2 separate regions of the Lactuca sativa genome follow, and region 1 is linked to region 2. A link is a contact called in public Hi-C data. All regions are on one chromosome and are shown on one strand. Each heading gives the region's core, a stretch centred on a gene start, on an enhancer-like site or on the middle of the called end of the contact. The rest is flanking DNA. Distances are from core to core; before and after follow the strand shown. Region 1 holds the start of LOC111887398. Region 2 holds the start of LOC111887394 (beta-glucuronosyltransferase GlcAT14B).

Region 1 (3,938 bases), core at 78-2,577, 160 kb before region 2:
AAGCAACATTGTTAAACATTAGTTTGTTTTGTTTCAAATAAACTTAAAATGGATGTTGATATCGAAATAATTTAATTTTATTTCTGAATTTGAACATATCCCTAACGCTTGTTGGACAAAGTTACTGTGACTCCCACCAGACTACCATCTACAATCATCCAACCTTCGTTACCAATTGGGGGCTAAAATAGAAAAATACGAAAATCATTTCATATTTCTTATCTAAGACGTGCCGGGTAAATGCAATATAGGGCTAAAATTTTAATAAAATAGTGTTTTACATATGGTCTCTTGCGATTTTAAAATCAACTATCTCTCACTTCCCGCACGTTACAAAACAACGAAATATTCACTAGAATTCGTACCACACAAAAATATAATTCAGTTCGTTTTATCTAACGATTAGACGAATAAAAAATTACAAAAACATAGTAAAACATGTCATAAATCGTAGTAACTACGTACAAAACCGTAATCAAATTTACAATTTACATTGAAATAGTAAAAGAAATGACATATGCAATATGTGATTTCGTTTGTTCTAAAATGAGATTTTGTAGGGATCAGAAAATTATAGACACGAAACCGCATATTATATGTTTACCTTGCCTCAGTTGTTTGCAGTTTTGTGGGCTGTTTTTAAAAAAAACCCTAAAATTTGTTAGTCTGTTTTTTTGTAAATTTATGTTAAAAAAAACACCCTTTACTTTTAACACATGAACGTAGGGATGTTTGTTTGGATGGATCGGTTTGATCCGATCCAATCAAGTACATCCAAATTGATTTCGGTTTTCAAAATATGGATCCGAATTGTCCAAACTAAATTCAAATCCGATCCGATCCGATCCAATTACAACGGTTTTTATAATTCGGTTTTCAAAAACCAAAACATTTTAAAACGACATATAATTATAATATTATCCAACTTTACATAAGAAGCAAAAACAAATAATTTATTTGTGATTTGAAATTTATAAACAACTAATAAGAAGGTATATTATAGTTAAATATTTTATAGATACAAAACTTTTTAGAGAAATGCATATTAATGTTATTTTTATCGGGTGAAACATTTTGAACATATTTGAAAAAATAAATTACAAAATTAATAAATAATTATAGATATATATTTTAAATAGATATATAATAAATGTTTATTCGGTTTTTTTAGACTATTCGGTTCTTATTTTATAAAACAAAACCAATCCGAAATCCAAAATAATAATTTGATTTTGTTGAAAACCAATTCAAAAATCCGAATATCCGAACCAAATAATCCAATCCAAATTGTCCAATTGGATAATTCGGTTTTATCCGAACAATGAAACAGTCATACATGAACGAATCAGCATACACAACCTCTTTCAAAATTGAATCCCAAACACCCCCTCAATTCGACACAAGATCGGATCAGCATTCATACCTTTTTTTTTCAAAAATTGAAACCCCATTCAATCAAATACTCTCGCTCCAGGAATCCTCTCTCTGAAACCCTAAAGCGGACGCCAACCAACTACTCACCATCTCCGTAGCTACCATCCACCACACCAACGCAACGCATCTCTGTTTCCTTCCCTCTCTGTCTCTCTCTGCATCAAAATCATCATCGACGGGTCCACCATCTGTCTTCATCAACCACAGCCGATTCGCCTCTCTTACACGGTGAGTGTAGATCCACACTATCGTCTGTAAAAAGTTCGGTGAGATTGGATCTTAGAAAAGTTAACTTTTGTCTTGGTTTGATTGGTATAATAAAACTACTGTAATCGACTGGTTAATGGAACCCCTAAATTCTATAAGACGACTGCTATATACAAATAATATCAGTGGTCTAGCTTCCTATAACTCAATCGGGTGAAGCTTACAAATATTGGGTTTTAAACCTTACACCCTCTACTAACCTCAGTGGTGTTGAATCATGTAGGAGTTGGGTGAGTACTTCAATTGCAATTACACTACAGAAACAACAGAAGGGTATTTTGGGAACACGATTTTTAAGCTAAGTTGGGGAAGACGAGGTAATGAAAAAACAATTAAAGAATTGCGTCAAAAGGATAGGTATTGGATTGTAACTTGTACTTCATGCATTGAGTGTTGTACTATGCAGGGTAGCATACATCTCTTCAGATCATGTAAGAGCATCCTTTTCCACTCGCATTCTCAAGATCCAATCTTTCCATCTCCCGTAAATTGAATTCTTGAAATCGATCAATCAAAAACCCTAATTTCCTGATTCAAATTCCCAAACTTCGATGGCAAATGCTTGGAAGAAAGACCGATCCATTAAATTCGCCACCCCAAAAAGCATCTTCCTCCTCTTCTCCACTTCTCTCGTCCTCCTCACCTTCTTCTACCTCTGCACTCACACCACAACCTCATCAAACCCAAACCCTAATTTCAAAACCCTAATAAATCTCCCCAACTCACTAATCCAACCATTCGATTGCTACAAATCACCTCAATCACATCCAGTCATCGCAAACCTAGTTGAAGGCGTTAAGTATCCATTTCTCTACTCTCTATCTGATTTCGGAACATTACCTGATAAACCCCACAAGAACATCGTCCGGATCTTGAAAGGAAAGTTATTCAGAAGACCCGACATCTCTGTAACTGTTCAGGACTTATTGGAGAAGAAGAAGGCTGAAGGAAAAACCGGGATTTTCATTGATGTTGGAGCAAATGTAGGCATGGCTACCTTCGCTGCTGCAGTTATGGGGTTTAGGGTTTTCGCATTTGAACCCGTTCTTGAAAATCTACAGAGCATTTGTAACGGGATTTATTTCAATCGAGTTGGAGATTTAGTTAACGTTTTTGAAGCCGCTACTTCCGATCAAATCGGAAACATAACATTTCACAAGGTATGTTGACTATCGCCGTAATTGTTGAATGTCGATCATAATTCTATTAATTCATATCGTCTTTTCTTTCAAATACACAATTTGGGAATTTTGATAATTTGGGTTGTTTGGACTTGTTGTTAGTTGGTTGGAAGGCTTGACAATAGTGCAGTTTCAGCAACTGGTGCAAAGATGGCTTTCAAATCAAATGAAGAAATTGAAATGAAAGTGAGATCGATTCCTCTTGATAAAGTAATACCAGAGAATGAACACGTGTTGCTTTTGAAAATAGATGTTCAGGGTTGGGAGTATCATGTGTTGAAAGGTGCAAAAAAGTTGCTATCAAGAAAGAAAGGTGAAGCTCCATACTTGATCTATGAAGAAGATGAAAGACTTTTACAAGCTAGCAATAGTAGTTCAAAAGAGATAAGGAAATATCTTGGTGATCTTGGGTACACTCATTGTGTGCAACAAGGTACTGATGCTCATTGCACTAAATAGAGCTATTAGTTATGAATCTTTTTGGCTCTTCAAAGATGATTAGATTGATTGATTATGGGGTGATAGAGTGTTTGTATTTGGTTTTTTGTGTAATTGTAGCAATTGATAGGTAGATGAGTGATGTAATTGATTTTAGAGGAAGTTGAATTTGGAAGTGATACGATTGTTTACAGATTGCACGAAATGTTTATAGACACTTCATTAGCGATATAAATTAAACAAAGTTAAGATATTGTTACAAAAATAAAGATTTATTTGAAGCCATTGAAGATGCTACATAAGCCTATATTACACTCGATTAGTTATCAGTTCCTGAAAAGAAGATATATTTTGGGTGTTACAATTGTTCTACACTTCTACTTGTTTTCTTGAAAAAGGATACAAACTCGGAGGATATTAAATAACTAGACCAATATTTGTACATTGCACACAATAAAACTATATAATTAATCTTTTTGCATGTGAAATTAATAAGACATTAACTACAAAATAATAACTCATAGATAAATTTGTAATTATTTTAAATCATATTATAAAACATATAACTAACAGAATTATATTATTCAATAGCATCTACATTTAGTTTTTTCGATTTAG
Region 2 (4,431 bases), core at 1,866-4,365:
GCATACATTTTAGGAATGAAATATCCCCACTTGGTGATTACATATTTCACAACTACAAAAGCTACAAAATACCTATGAAAAAAACACCACATCTCGGCTTTCTATAGCTTCCTTTTTTGTGGGTCAAACAATTATGGGTGTCATTTAGTACCTTCTCCAACACCAAGATAACCCATTTTCTCATTTGGATTTTGGATCATCCAATTTCTTTATATGTTGAAATATAGTAAGATATTCTAATGCTATTTTATCAAAGGGTTGAATGTTGATAATGCTATATCTAATCTCATAAAAGTATCCCATAGAATTAATGGCATTCACATCCACTACTCTCATTTTGTCAAAATTACCAACTCAATAACTGTGACATGTCTGTAACTCTCTTACCAATCATAAAACTTTCTATTTCAATTTCAACAATAATGTGTAGTAGACAGGACACAAGTGAATTGACAAGTTTGCCCCTGTCACCAACAGCTGATGACTACATTTCATCAAGAGACTTTACATCCAACATCCATATAAATGATCAAGGAAAACATCATCAAAACAAGAAACATACTTTACAAGAATCTTTACTTAACATCATGTATCAAGCAACATTAGCAACTTGTCATCACCTTAAACTGCAGTAAATCCGTACCTTCCTCAGGGGTAAAAATGGAAAAAAAAAATAATAAACTCAACCATGGAAGCCAATGACAGCCAGTTCTGAGTTAATTAACAGAAGTTTGGAGTGAACCTTGGATCCTGTTTCAAGAACTAGATCTCATCCAAGATTATTATTGCAAGTTTTGAGCTAATAATATCTAATATATCTATATATATATTTAAATCTGATATCTTTTCAGTAATATATTCCAAGAAGAATTCATCTTGGAGAGCATACTGCATACATACAATCTTAAGCATTCTTTTTATCAGACACAATGTTTTGCATCAAAATCTTTGTCTGAAAGCATACCACCTATAAGTGTCTTAATCCTTTCAGCTCCAGGACCTGGTTTTAATTCAGTTACATTCTTGGCTATGCTTTCAGCTATGCTTCTATTTGTATCACTTCTTTCCAACCAACTTCCTGCATATATTATTTAAAATATATATATATTGATAAAACTGAGTTTCTTGATTAGAATTTAAGAAAATAGTTTAAAGAGAATGAGATTACTTGTGACAAAGCCATTGGGTTCTCTTTCAAGAAGTTGAGAGTCAATTTTGTCAAGCAATTCTTTATCTTCACCAAATTTTCTTGCAAAAGGGGCATTGCTTTCCAGCATTCTTTGATAATCATCAATGGAGAGAAAATGGGGGTGTTGTTTTGGTGGATTATCCCATGAAATGAAATGAAGATCATGATTTACAGTTGTGTTCTTGAATTCATCAGCATTGCAGATTACAGTGTGGAAATAGCCTTCTGGAGATGAAAGAAAGTTTGCATAATACATAAGAACAATTCTTGGAAGGTTATCCCATCCCCATAAACAGTATTCTATAAAGGGTCTTGAAAGCATCATCCATGCTGAACCTATAAAAATTAAAATCAATTTTATTATTAAAATCAATTTTCAAGAAAATGTGTTAATAAGTTACCTGTGAAGAGCTTGTAAGCAGTAGGAACACTTCTTTTTTGGGAGACCCAAAATACGTCTGATTTTTTAAGACTATATAGCCCTGGATCAATTATAACAGGTTTTGCTCTTTGGTATCTACAACACTCGGAAAAAGAAAAGATGAAGAACCCTAAAAAATTGTATTTTTATATTGAAAGATATAAAGAATTGTAGTAGTAAAAAGGTAAGAAGATGGACATACTCTTTCCAACCAATGTCACTTGTATGCTCGATAAAGTTTAGGTCTCTAGGCACAGTTGAAAATGTGTGAAGCAAATCTGTCAAAAATTACAATATGAGCCTTGAGTGAAGAAACAAGCACCAAAAGGGGGATATTTTAACTAATCGCTACACATTTTTAACGATGGATGTTTCCTTATATGATCATTGAAGCAATAAAGTTGGGCTTTCTTATTCGGTTCATGTCAACACGAATCAGAAAAGACATAGGAAATAATCCTTACCCATTTTAAGTATCGATTTTATTGACATTTTTCAAGACGAAGTTAGGAAATAGTACAGATTTTGCCAAAAAAAAAATACCATGCGGGACAATTGTTCGACGAAAGTCCTGAATGGACAAAGATAGTTAAATTGAGGATCACGTACCATCTTGGGTGACTAAAGGGTAATCAGAGGCACTCAAATTGATGAACCAATCCCAATCACCACCTTCCTTCAACAAAATCGCAGCAGCATGAAGCGTATTCGTAACCATAGTAGGTCCTCTATAAGTTACCAAATTAGACCTAGACACCACCCTGACATTACCCACTTCTTGAAACACAGCCTCGTTGTTCACAAAATCAACCAGCTCCAATCGTTCTTCAGCGGGAGATTCAAGGTCCAAATGCACAACGTACTGATTCAATGGATGATACAATGCCTTGAGCGTCCTTTTCAACGACTCAACATCACCACTCGAACCCGAGATCAAATACGCAAGTTTCGGTATGGATGAAACCGGTTTCGTGGGTGAGATGTACAGTTTTGATTCAACAAAAACTGGGTTTTGTTGGGTTTTGGACTTTAAAGGGGTTTGATGAAAAGGATTCGAAGTTGAAGTGAAGAACAGGGAGAAAATTACGAGGATTGATGAAGTGAGGAGAGACAAGATCAAAGGGAGAAACCATGTTTTCTTTCTCAAGGGTTTAACGGCGTTCTCCATTGATGAAAACATCAGGAGTTACAGTTAGGATAAAATTTGGGCATTCGGAGACAATGGTTTTGGGGGTTTTTTTTCTCGAAGTTTGATCCTGATATCGTCTTTAATCGATTAGGAGATTTGGGAAAGTGGAGAATGCGAAAAAGGTGATGTAATTAAATGCGAGGGTGATGATTATTCTTCGATCCAGCAAGAGAAAGGAATCTAGGGAGATAGTGCTCGTGAAGTTTGATTATTGCAAGAAAACGGACACATTGTGGTCTTCGCACAGGCACAGCAGTGAATAGTGATTAGTGAAGTATGTGGGGAGAGAAAGTGGTCTGTGTGGGCGTCAACTTCTGCTTCAATTTCGCATCAATAATTATATTAAAAAGGTTATCTTTTGACTTTTTAATATGATTTAATAATATTATATTAAGATATGCACGAATATACTTATATGTTTGTAATAACAAATTTTCATTCTTGATGTAGAGTAGTGATAGTTACAAGTTAATATAATGTATCCGTTTTTAAATTGAAGTTCAAGATTTGGAAGTCACTTTGTTTGGTACGTAAGTAAGAGATATGAAGAGAGTCGACATATTAATCTAAATACATCTTAGAGGTAGTGACGTACGATCTAATTAACATAAAAATTAAACAAGGTAATATATTATGATCATATCTTTATACCAAAGGGTGCCCTCAAGTCTAAATCCAAATACAAATCAAAGGGAAAATAAGGTTTGATTTTACCCATAATGAGATTCATGTAGTATAACTAAAATAAATATGAAAAAACTTCATTCGTTGAAATCGTAAATCAAAGGTAACAGTATATCCCAAAACCAAAATTGGAAAAATACTAAGGGAATTGAATCAAAAGCCGCAGTATAAACCGGGAAAGATCAGTGATTGATTTCTCTTTTAATCGATATATTTGATGGAATACTGGAAAATATGATATTTTATCAAATTATCAGTGTGAATTATTAGTGAGATTGCCTCTTTATACACTATATTGCATGTGTTTGCAACTTATTGATAAAAGTATATATTTTTGATATCTCTTAGTCCTCCGAGGGGAAGGCGTCCTAGTTAGGGCCTAATCGGGTATTTTTTTAGTATAGATCATAATTACGGAGCAAGCCGTGGTAAAGGGGGATATAAGAGGAAGCATCGAATGGAGATTCCCTCTCCAAGACGAGAAACATTTTGCCAGACTCCTTTCAAAAAGGGATCACACTTTGAGTTCTTATAAGGCTGGAGGGAGTGGTGTCGCACTCCCTCCCATTACCGCAGTTTTCTAAAACACCAAAGGGGTGGAAAGAAGAGAGAGAAAGAAGAGAGAGATAGAGAGAGATAGAGGAAGAGAGAAAGGAAGGGAGTGCTCCCTCCCATTACCGCACTCCCTAACCGCACTTCCAAAACCGCATGGAGGGGGCGGTGTTTCAGTGTCACATCAACTGAAACCGCAACTAAACCGCACCCTCACACCCTCCAGCCTAAGGGAAAGAATGATTTTGACAAATTAAAATTTAACCTTTTAAGTTTAAATTCTTGTTTGAACGTATTACTGAAATCGTCCCTATGGTTTGGTAAAAATTACTAGTTTAGTCCCTATTTTTTTTTTGCATTCGGACCGTCCCTAGGTTTTGGTTTTATTACGTCTTT

What was found. A called contact is a pair of places that touch in the nucleus more often than the background predicts.
Region 1: a Hi-C map of leaf shows a contact between it and region 2, with 8 times the contacts expected there. The contact joins the promoter of LOC111887398 here to the promoter of LOC111887394 in region 2. A contact is called at or near these places in 2 of 4 Hi-C or Micro-C datasets (leaf and seed).

The regions. Positions count from the first base shown.
Region 1 is chr8:90,399,477-90,403,414 of Lsat_Salinas_v11, reverse strand. It overlaps LOC111887398, which reads left to right and starts at 1,327. Exons shown (of 4, transcript XM_023883568.3): 1 at 1,327-1,662; 2 at 1,925-2,018; 3 at 2,108-2,861; 4 at 2,985-3,513. The coding sequence starts at 2,253. The coding sequence ends at 3,341. LOC122195319 (a long non-coding RNA gene) reads right to left here and starts at 2,108. Exons shown (of 2, transcript XR_006185609.2): 1 at 1,902-2,108; 2 at 1,440-1,686.
Region 2 is chr8:90,239,960-90,244,390 of Lsat_Salinas_v11, reverse strand. It overlaps LOC111887394 (beta-glucuronosyltransferase GlcAT14B), which reads right to left and starts at 3,115. Exons shown (of 5, transcript XM_023883563.3): 1 at 2,220-3,115; 2 at 1,813-1,888; 3 at 1,591-1,706; 4 at 1,169-1,525; 5 at 793-1,078. The coding sequence starts at 2,790. The coding sequence ends at 921.